Regions from separate parts of the Arabidopsis thaliana genome. Here region 2 is linked to region 1. Evidence: chromatin contacts called from public capture Hi-C data. All regions are on one chromosome and are shown on one strand. The core of a region is the stretch at or near the end of the contact, and the rest is flanking DNA. Distances in the headings are between cores, read along the strand shown.

What was found. Capture Hi-C pulls out chosen DNA fragments and counts their contacts.
Region 2: a capture Hi-C map of root shows a contact between it and region 1, with 5 times the contacts expected there. The contact joins the promoter of AT4G13620 here to the promoter of SUVH9 in region 1. A contact is called at or near these places in 3 of 26 Hi-C or Micro-C datasets (root and shoot) and 3 of 3 other capture datasets (root, seedling and shoot).

Annotation. Positions count from the first base shown.
Region 1 is chr4:7,823,867-7,829,250 of TAIR10.1, reverse strand. It overlaps SUVH9 (SU(VAR)3-9 homolog 9), which reads left to right and starts at 2,254. Exons shown (of 3, transcript NM_117420.3): 1 at 2,254-2,397; 2 at 2,510-4,640; 3 at 4,922-5,357. The coding sequence starts at 2,646. The coding sequence ends at 4,598. It also overlaps the pseudogene AT4G13470.
Region 2 is chr4:7,929,000-7,934,383 of TAIR10.1, reverse strand. AT4G13620 (Integrase-type DNA-binding superfamily protein) reads right to left here and starts at 2,253. Exons shown (of 1, transcript NM_117436.3): 1 at 805-2,253. The coding sequence starts at 2,246. The coding sequence ends at 1,080. AT4G13630 (zein-binding protein (Protein of unknown function, DUF593)) reads left to right here. Exons shown (of 4, transcript NM_001203790.2): 3 at 1-98; 4 at 250-700. The coding sequence ends at 291.

The DNA.
Region 1 (5,384 bases), core at 1,005-3,504:
ATAATTGTGGTAGTGGTAAAAGAAAAAAAAAAGGAAAAGTTGAAAAATTAATTTTAAAAAATGAAAAGATAAAAGAGAATTTGCGCTTCATACCATAAGATCGTAAGTCAATGGAGAAGTAGCAAACTTGTATATAAGAAAGCATCTAGAAACTTGTATATGTTAAAAATATATCATGACACATAATATCGTAGCAGAAAACATCACTATGGTCATTTAATGCGGTGAGATAATCCGGAGCTCGATGGAAATGTGTGCATTATGAAGCTTATTTGGAGAATTTGTTCAGCTAAAGACTCGCTTTGGGCTAATTGGATCCGTTTAAATCTGCTTCATGGTAGATCGTTCTGGTCACCTCGGGGGAGAAGTACGTTGGGTTCTTGGATGTGGCAGAAGATCTTGAAGTATAGAGATAAAGCCAAAAACCTTTTTAAAATGGAAGTTCACTCGGGTTTAGGTACTTCTTTTTGGTATGACAATTGGTGTTCTCTTGGGTCTTTATATGAGGTATTGGGAGCCCGAGGTTGTATTGATATGGGTATCTCTTCATCTTGGTCTGTTGCTGATGTTCTCCGGTCTCATGTGCGTCGAAGACACCGTACGGCCACTCTAAACTCTATCGAAGACGAAATTGATGCTCTCCGACAACGTCATGACCCAACATGTGACATTCCTCTCTGGAAATGCTGCAACGGTTCCTTCAAGCATAAGTTCTTCTCTCGGGACACTTGGTATGAGATTCGTGAGTCCACTCCAACGTGTGAATGGTTCAAGGGAGTATGGTTTCAAAACTCCACTTCCTAAACTCTCATTCATGTTTTGGTTAGCCATTCGAAACCGTCTAGCTACGGGGGACAGATTATTAAAGTGGAATGGCGACGCTTACAGGGGGTTGTGTGCTCTGTCAAACGGAAGTAGAAACAAGGGATCATCTTTTTTTTCTCTTGCTCTTACTCCTCTCATGCTTGGTCAGCTCTTACGAGGGATATGTTGGGTTCACGTTATACGACTCGTTGGGACTCTCTTGTTGATCTATCTACAAGTTCGGCCTTGACGCAAATTCACATGTTTGTTTTCCGATATGTGTTTCAGCTCACTACTCACAGTCTTTGGAAAGAGAGAAATGGGAGAAGGCATGGCGAGTCACCCATTCCAGCTCCTTCTCTTGCCAAAATGATCGATAAGAATATGCGGAATCGGTTGAGTACTTTGGCTACTTCAGGTTCACCCATCTACAAGAGCGGGCTACGATATTGGTTTAGCACTCATTGTCGTTAGATCTTCTATTCAGTTTGTACTTGTTCAGTTTTTAAATTTTTTGGCTAAACGATGCATTTATTGTAAAACCGTCTTTTTTTTGTGAATAAATTTTAAATTTATAAAGAAAAGAAAAAAAAATGTGTGGTAGCACAAATGCACGATGTTGATCTTCTTACTCAAATGTCTTCTATAAAATTGTGGACGCAAAGTCTCCCGCCCATTACTCTGCATATAGCAAAAACCTGACTATTGTTTCTTAATTATTTTATGAAAAAATGTCTATGCACGTTATCGTTTCAAGATAAAGATGAAGATGAAAATATTAAGTTAAAAAGGATATGAAGAAAGGAAGTGTGTATGTAAATGATATGTATAAAAAGATAAAATGGACATTCTTATAAAAGTTACACACCATATTTTTGTTAGATTAGTTTGTGAATTAAAATATTTTTATTGATTATTTATGCCTACTTTCCTAAAATTTTCTCCTTTTTTTACAATTTCTATATCACGACTTTTTCTAATAAATACTTTCGTAATATTTATCCTGAATGTGTTGCGACACACTTACGATATAAAGATATTTTATTGTTTCAAAAAAAAAAGAAATTAGATATTAAAAAAAAGTTATTCAAGGTTCAATAAATAGAAAAAAATCCGATATCCAGAATATACCAAAAGAAATTTATTCAAAGTTAAAATACAGAAAGATATTAGATATCAAGAAAAATTATTCAAGTTTAAAAAATAGAAAGAAATTATATAATATATAGAAAGAAATTTTTATTCAAATTTTAAAAAAATAAAAAACTTAGATATTTGGAAAACCTTATTTCCATATTATAAAATTATAATTTTACTAAATATATTAAAAAAATTATGTTTCCTAAATTTATTAATTTTTTTTTAATAATCTCTATACTGCAATCTTTTCTAATAAAAATATTTTATAATATTTATCCTGAACGTGTTACGACACGTCATCGCTACAAACCAAAATAAACGGGTGTGGTGTGTTTGGTCTGGCCTTATACACCAAATCAAACACACCACCATTTTTACCCAGAAATTTGAGTACCAAGAGAGCTCTTTTTCATCCTAAAGAGATCTTCAAATTTAGATTTCAACACATAAAAGGTATGAAATTTTTCATTTTTTTTCCGGCTATTTTTTTTTGGAATAATCGTATCATAATTTCTCAATATCACAACTTTATATTAAAAGCAAATCTAAAGAAAAAACACATTAGATTCTGTAGGAAAATATTTGTGTAAGAGCTTCTTCTCCGCCATGGATTTAGCTTGAAAGGTGTTCTCCAAACAAAACCCATTTCTTCGATTTCTCTGATAAACTCGTCAAACCCATTTCGCTTCTCGTTGCAAAAAATGGGTTCTTCTCACATTCCTCTTGATCCGTCTCTAAATCCGTCACCTTCACTGATCCCAAAGCTTGAACCAGTCACTGAATCAACCCAAAACTTGGCCTTTCAACTTCCAAACACAAACCCACAAGCCCTAATTTCATCAGCCGTCTCCGATTTCAACGAAGCCACAGACTTTTCCTCAGATTACAACACCGTCGCCGAGTCAGCCCGGTCTGCTTTCGCTCAACGGCTTCAACGTCACGATGATGTTGCGGTTCTTGATTCCTTAACCGGAGCAATCGTACCGGTTGAGGAGAATCCGGAACCGGAACCGAATCCTTACTCAACCAGTGACTCTTCACCGTCGGTTGCTACTCAACGACCTAGACCGCAGCCACGTTCGTCGGAGCTAGTGAGGATCACTGATGTTGGACCTGAAAGTGAGAGACAGTTTCGTGAACATGTGAGGAAGACGAGAATGATTTATGATTCTCTTAGGATGTTTTTGATGATGGAAGAAGCTAAACGTAATGGGGTTGGTGGAAGAAGAGCTAGAGCTGATGGTAAAGCTGGTAAAGCTGGTTCAATGATGAGAGATTGTATGTTGTGGATGAATCGTGATAAACGAATCGTCGGTTCGATTCCCGGTGTTCAAGTTGGGGATATCTTCTTCTTTAGGTTTGAGTTATGTGTCATGGGCTTACATGGACACCCTCAATCTGGGATCGATTTTCTTACAGGGAGTCTTAGTTCTAATGGGGAGCCAATAGCTACTAGTGTGATTGTTTCTGGTGGGTATGAGGATGATGATGATCAAGGAGATGTGATTATGTATACAGGTCAGGGTGGACAAGATAGGCTTGGAAGGCAAGCTGAACATCAGAGGCTGGAAGGTGGAAACCTTGCGATGGAACGGAGTATGTATTATGGGATTGAAGTGAGAGTTATTAGAGGGTTGAAGTATGAGAATGAGGTTTCTAGTAGAGTTTATGTTTATGATGGGTTGTTTAGGATTGTTGATTCTTGGTTTGATGTTGGGAAGTCTGGTTTCGGTGTGTTTAAATATCGGTTGGAGAGGATTGAAGGACAGGCTGAGATGGGTAGTTCGGTGTTGAAGTTTGCTAGGACTCTTAAGACTAATCCATTGTCTGTGAGACCGAGAGGTTACATCAATTTCGATATCTCGAATGGGAAGGAGAATGTTCCTGTCTATTTGTTTAACGACATTGACAGCGATCAAGAACCTTTGTATTATGAGTATCTTGCGCAAACTTCGTTTCCTCCTGGCTTATTTGTTCAGCAAAGTGGTAATGCAAGTGGATGTGACTGTGTCAATGGTTGTGGCAGTGGCTGCCTTTGTGAAGCCAAGAATTCAGGTGAGATTGCTTATGATTATAATGGGACGCTAATAAGACAGAAACCGTTGATACATGAATGTGGATCAGCGTGTCAGTGCCCTCCAAGCTGTCGAAACCGTGTGACTCAAAAGGGTTTGAGGAATAGGCTAGAAGTGTTTAGGTCACTGGAAACGGGTTGGGGAGTTCGGTCTTTGGATGTATTACATGCTGGTGCTTTTATTTGTGAGTATGCTGGGGTTGCTTTGACAAGGGAACAAGCCAACATTCTGACCATGAACGGTGATACATTGGTATATCCTGCTCGTTTCTCTTCTGCGAGATGGGAAGATTGGGGAGATCTGTCTCAGGTCCTTGCTGATTTCGAGCGGCCTTCTTATCCTGATATTCCTCCGGTTGATTTCGCAATGGATGTGTCCAAGATGAGGAATGTTGCTTGTTACATAAGCCACAGTACTGATCCGAATGTCATTGTCCAGTTTGTACTCCATGATCACAACAGTCTCATGTTCCCTAGAGTCATGCTTTTCGCTGCTGAAAACATCCCTCCCATGACTGAGCTCAGCCTTGATTACGGAGTAGTTGATGATTGGAACGCCAAGCTTGCCATTTGTAATTAAAATTCAACCGTTAAAATCGTGGTTCTTGGCCATATTTTCCAGGTAAATTCTAAGTGAATGGTTAATAAGTTTCACAGTATAACCCTTTAGTATCATGTTAGTTAACTTTGGGAAATGCACTAGCAGGAAATGATTGCAAATCTGTCTTGCATAGGCTTGTGACTTGTTTACAAGTTGTATTATGGTATCAATGTTTAATAAGATAGATGTTAGGGGTCCTATTTTGGTAATTTGAATTAGATATATATTGGGTTCTTGCAGATTGTAATAAGCACAAGCTGAGACTGAATCGTTTGCTGTTTTGTTTTGTTTTGTTTTGCTAGTTGGTGACATGAAGAATGAAGGAAAGGAAGTGTGCAGAAGCTAAGGTTTAAGAGACCCCACTCCTCCCATTTCGAGTTTTTGGGTATCTTTGAACATTTGGGAGTGTGTGTTTTTGGGGGTAATAGGATACAAAACTTAAAAGCTGTTTGTTTTGTTTGTACTGTTTTGTTCTTGGGTTTGTCTCGTACTAATCAAGTAAAACAAATGTCTCGTACTCTATGACTCTCTCTTTCTAAATTGGTATTAGATGAAATTACACCATATATTTTGATGAAAAACATTTGCGTTCAATCGTAGAGGTGAACTCTTCTATTCAACCATTGTAAAATATAAACCCATTTATAAACTTAAACCAATATTTAACCTCGTTTCATTGTAATATCTAAACATGTTTATAAACCCTAATGAATATTTAACCTCACTTAATTATAAAATCTAAATCCTAAATCTTCTCTTATAAAC
Region 2 (5,384 bases), core at 1,004-3,503, 110 kb before region 1:
GCAAATCGCAGGTACAGCGTTGTGGAGATAAAACAAGCCGGTTTTGGGAGGCTAGAAGATCTGGACATCTTGACTCTTCTAGCCCTTCATCCACAATGGTGAGTTTCATCGTTGTGTGCTTTGATATGAGGGTTGAAAAATTGCTAAGAGTGCTCTCTTTGTTTCACAGTTCTTGGTAGTTAAATCTTCCATGGTTTTTTGCTTACCAAGTGGCTGAATCTTGTATGGTTTCAAATGGTGTTTTTGCAGGTAAAGGCTATGTCTATGCCACTGGACCTGCATAGTGCTTGAACTGCAAGGTATGTACTTACTCGAAATAACACGACACGATTATACGCCTAGTGAAAACATGAGCAAGTGTAGTTTTGTAACAATCTCTGCCAAAACTCTAATGTTGGTTATTGCCGGGAGAGTATTGTACTTTGTACTCTAAACGGCGTCGTTTCGAAACAAAAATTGACGCTTTTGTGGTCGGTAAAAAGTTTAAGTTTCTTCTCTTTCCAAATAAGTGATACTTGTCCTCTTTCTATTTCTGTGCCAAAACTTTAGATTTTTCACTTTTGTTTGCATATTCGGAAATACAATTGAAGCTAAAAATGACATAATTATTTCTAAAGTTATATAATCAACTTTTTATTTGGTTGTAGAAACTCATATTGTAGTTGTTGACAAAAGAAAAGATAATCTAAATTCATATTTGCCCTTTAACGCTTCTCTGCCCTATTACTATTCATATTCTCTATTGACCTTTGAGCTTTAGTATAGAATGTAGGAAATATTCTAACATTGGACTTTTAAAGTTGGAGTTGGTGCAACAGAATTATAATATTTTCTCATTAGAAAACAAACACTTTTCTATTTTATGGTTACTAGTAACCGCAAAGAAAAGAACAATTAATTAGCAGACAAAAAAAGGAGAACCACTTGATTATGTGGTCGTAAGAAGAATTACAATGTGTTCAACCCCAAATGCAAACCAATCTTGGCATCATAATATGAATTTCTTTCTTTGGTGGAAACTTTTGATATAAAAAAGGGTAGAAGTAAGTAAAATAAGTTTGACAAATATTAATTTGAAGTCAAGAAGAATGAGGAAATGAGAGAGCATCCCAAATGAGATCCATATCCAAAGAAGGCATCCTACTCAATTGTACACCATCTCCTTCCATCACTTCCTTATGGCTTTTCTGTTTCTTCATCATCACGTCTTCTCCTGACTCCATCTTCATGTGATGATTCTTTTGCTCCGGTGTTCCCACTTTTGGAGGAGGAGGAGAAGGAGAGTTACTTACTTGGGAAGATGAGATCTGTTGAATCTTGGACTCCAAAAGTGAGGCGATCATGCATCGCAAAGAACCGGACTTGAGCTGGTGTTTAAGATCAGGAAAGTTGAGGTGTGCGAATTCGCCACGAAGGATATAAGCTGCTGTATCGTAAGCCATTGCTGCTTGCTCAGCGGTTTCAAAAGTGCCGAGCCAAACACGGGTTCTGTTCCTTGGAAGCCTAATCTCTGCGACCCATTTGCCCCAGTGTCTTTGTCTCACTCCTCTATACAGTTTTGTTGGGGTCGTCGTCTGAACAACCTTTCTTGTTTTTGACTTCATGGGTTGAGTCTTGGTGGTACTTAGCCAATAGTTTCCAAAACCTTTCGAGGGATAGTTGGTTAGAGTTTTATTGATCTCTACCCATTCGTTTCTGTTTTGGTCTGATTGATAAAAGGAGTTTGGGATGTATTTATGGTAAGGGCTCATGTTGCTTTCGGATTGAGAAAGTTCTAGTAGCTTTGGTTCTTTAAGGAACAAAGTAAGGTTTGGAGGTTTAGAAGGATGATGATCAGGATGTTGAGACTGAGGAAAAGATTCTAGAAAGTTCCAAGGAACAGAAGCTACCGGAGATGGATGAATAGAAGATGTGAGCTCATGATCATGAGGCGACACAAAGTAGCTCGGAGTCGAAGAAGCAGGAAGAAGAGGAGATTTCATACCTTCCAAAAATATTGGAACACCGAGAAGTTGTGGCGGCGTCGAAGAACTCAAGAACCCGTAGATTCCAGAAGACAAGAGCTTGTCGTGCATGAAGCTAGTTTCTATTTTAGGAAACTGATCTTCCATGTTCCTTTTTTTGTTTGTTTTTTGAGTGTTTGTCCAGAGAATGAAGCCTGTTCTTAATTTTGACAAAATAGGTGGAGAATAAATGTTTATATATACGAGAATTAAGGAGTGTTGTGTGTGTATTGGTGTGATCATGTGGAGATAATATTAGAAAATTTAAGGAACCTAACTTTATTGTCCGAAAAAAACATTATCATCTGACTCAGATCTACGCTCTGCCAAGCTTAATTTGTTCATATGTAAACTAGAGAATTAAAGAGTCTCACAAACACTTTTGGTTAAACAATATTATTGTTAATATTTTGTATTTTTTTCTTTCATAAACAATAATTTGACCTTTATTTTTTCTTATCTTGCGACTTGTTCGTGGCCTCCATTTTACGTTCGCTTTTTCTTATAACTTATCAATCCAAACGTGACAGCTTAGCCCTAACTCATTTAGGTGTTATATATAGCCATATATTGTTTTTTTTTTGGTATAGGGTTTTATATTTAAATTTTACGAATGATGTTGTTGTTGGATACCAACGTTGTTTTCATTTGGTCACTTTAAATATTTAAAAGTTCTTCTAGTTTTTTCATATTGTATAAATACGAAATTTGCTTTTCAATTTGATGGTTGTACTAATATTACATTATTGTTATATCTTGTTAATAAGAGATATATATTCAATATATATGTATATACAGTACACGAAAAATAAAAAGGATGTGGTTTAATGTTCAATATCTTGTTAATTAAACTTAGAACATTAAATCTGTAGTATATTCAAAGTCATAGCAAGAAAAAGAAGTACCAATTTTTTTTATATTTTTTTTATATGTAAATTTGGTTTCCCTTACTAAGATATATATATTTCTTGTAAGAACCTTAATCTTTAAGCATTCTTTAAGCTTTTTTTTTTCAATAAACAAACGATTCTAACTGTGTTTAATTTATTATTCTCGTCTGTTTAGTTATCTTTAGAGTTTTTAAGGCGAAACCTAGGAATATGACTTTGGACCATACAGTATAGGACTTTTCTTTGCTAGATTCCATCTCAAAAAACATAAATTTTCACTATTATATTATAGTAATATATATAGATGAATACACAAATGTTTAATGTATATTTAGTGATCCGCTGTGAAATGCAAATTACAAAAAATATATCTATATATATATATATGTACGTCTGAATACATACTGAATAGTAATTATTAAACTTCTTAATTACAGTTGTACGGGACTAATTATTGGAGCGATGTGATACCAAGAAAACATTATTGAAACGATATTTCATGATAACATTTATCTAATTGGAGAATAAAATTTAATTTGTAAACCACGTATAGTTTAGCACAGATAATCACCACAAATGCTTATAATTAGTGAGCCCATAATTATTAATATTATCATCCAAATACAATGATTAGCTTCAAGTTTTGGCCTCTAATTGAATCCAACTAATGCGGAAGTCATGGGTTGTCTTCTTTTCCTCTCTAGAACATCAGTTTATGTCTGCTTCTTTATTTTACAATATTGTAATAACTTGCTGATGTGGTCTCTTAACTTTTTAAATTAATCGGATTCACCCATAAATTATTCTGTTCGTTCATGTTAGTCACTGTTACAATGGATACAATTCCTTGCAAGAACACTTTTTCCGACGCATATACTCATCTCTTGCTTCATCTTTAGTTACTCCAATTTTTTATATTGTCAATTTAGATTTTGAGACTAAATTTAAGTAACTAATCAAGATATAAGTTTCTTTTTTTAATATAATATAGTTCATTAAACATGTTTAACAATGAATCAAACAGGTAAGATAAGGGTCGAATTGGAAGCTTCGTATTCTAATTTGAGATGATGCACATTTTGTCCTTTGAGATGACTGTTGGGTCGTTTTACGAAAAGAATTATTATTTGATTTATGGAAACAAAATGTTAACGACAAAATAAAATTTATAAAAAGGCTTAAGAGGAAAAAAAAAAGCAGTTGACCAAAAAAATCAGAGGAAAAAAGTATTTCTTTCTTATTTTTATTTTTAACCTATTCCAGTTTCATGTAAATTAATTTGATCCAATTTGATCTCTAACATATTTTAATAGTAAATGTATGTCTTAGTATGGGCTTTAATCACTGATGGTCACCGTGAAGACATTTTTAACCATGTATACCAGACATCTAATGAAAAAAGGCTACAATTATATTAGAACTTTTCATAAAAAAATTGCTTTGGTCACTGTCTCATAATTTAAAAACTAATACTCAATATAAATTAGCAAGTTGGCGCTATTATACGACATTCCTAAATACATCATCTCAAAAACAAATATTTAAGGAGGTTTTGTTTATTAAATAATATCTCTATTTTCTATCATTTATAGATAGGACATAAAAAACATAATATAAAATGATGACAAGTGACAACATTAAAAAAAAACAAAAAAAAAAACAAGTGACAACATATGACTTTATCTGGTTTACTAATTCATTTTTCCAATTTCGTTATTTGTTTTCATAAAAATAGCATTCTCGATCTCAAAACATTTCACATTTTACTTTCGTACGTTAATATAAAATAGAATAGACATATAAAAAATGTTAGCAATTGTCTATGATTTTGCTTTATTGAAGAAAATACAGGTTCTACCCTTTTAATGTTATATTCCAATAATTATTTTATTTTATACATAAATAATTAAAAAAATTTGTTTACTGCTACATGTTCTATTAGATTTCATGATTTTTTTTCGAAATATATACCACTATTTTGCCGTTATATGTTTCAATAAAAAGTTAATGGCTGAGCTTCCGAGTGAGATAAGCGTGTCTATAAACAATTGTTTAAGCTTAAAACTCAAAATCTACGGATAGAGCATTTTTTTTTTTTTTTTTTGTCAAAGACCAAAAGAAAAACAAATGTTGATAGAGAATAGCAACAGACGGCCTAGTACATATCATTGTATTAATCTGAAATAAATTTCATATACATACGATTTGTGCTTCTATTAAATATTAAAACATTTGTTAGATTTATACTATAATTAAAGCTGAAAAATAAGAAATTGTGTTGATGGAGGAGCCATATTCCTCTATTTCAATTGCTGAATTTTTAATTTTGTCGTTATTGTTTTCTTTCTATTGGTCACAAATGTTTTTATTCACTATCTAAATTATTTACGCAAGTACTTTGAAATATATTTCTTACTCTAGTAATCTTGCTAGAAGAGTTTTCGTATATCTAGCTTTTTGTTCTCATTGAACGATATGAATCTAGCTAGCT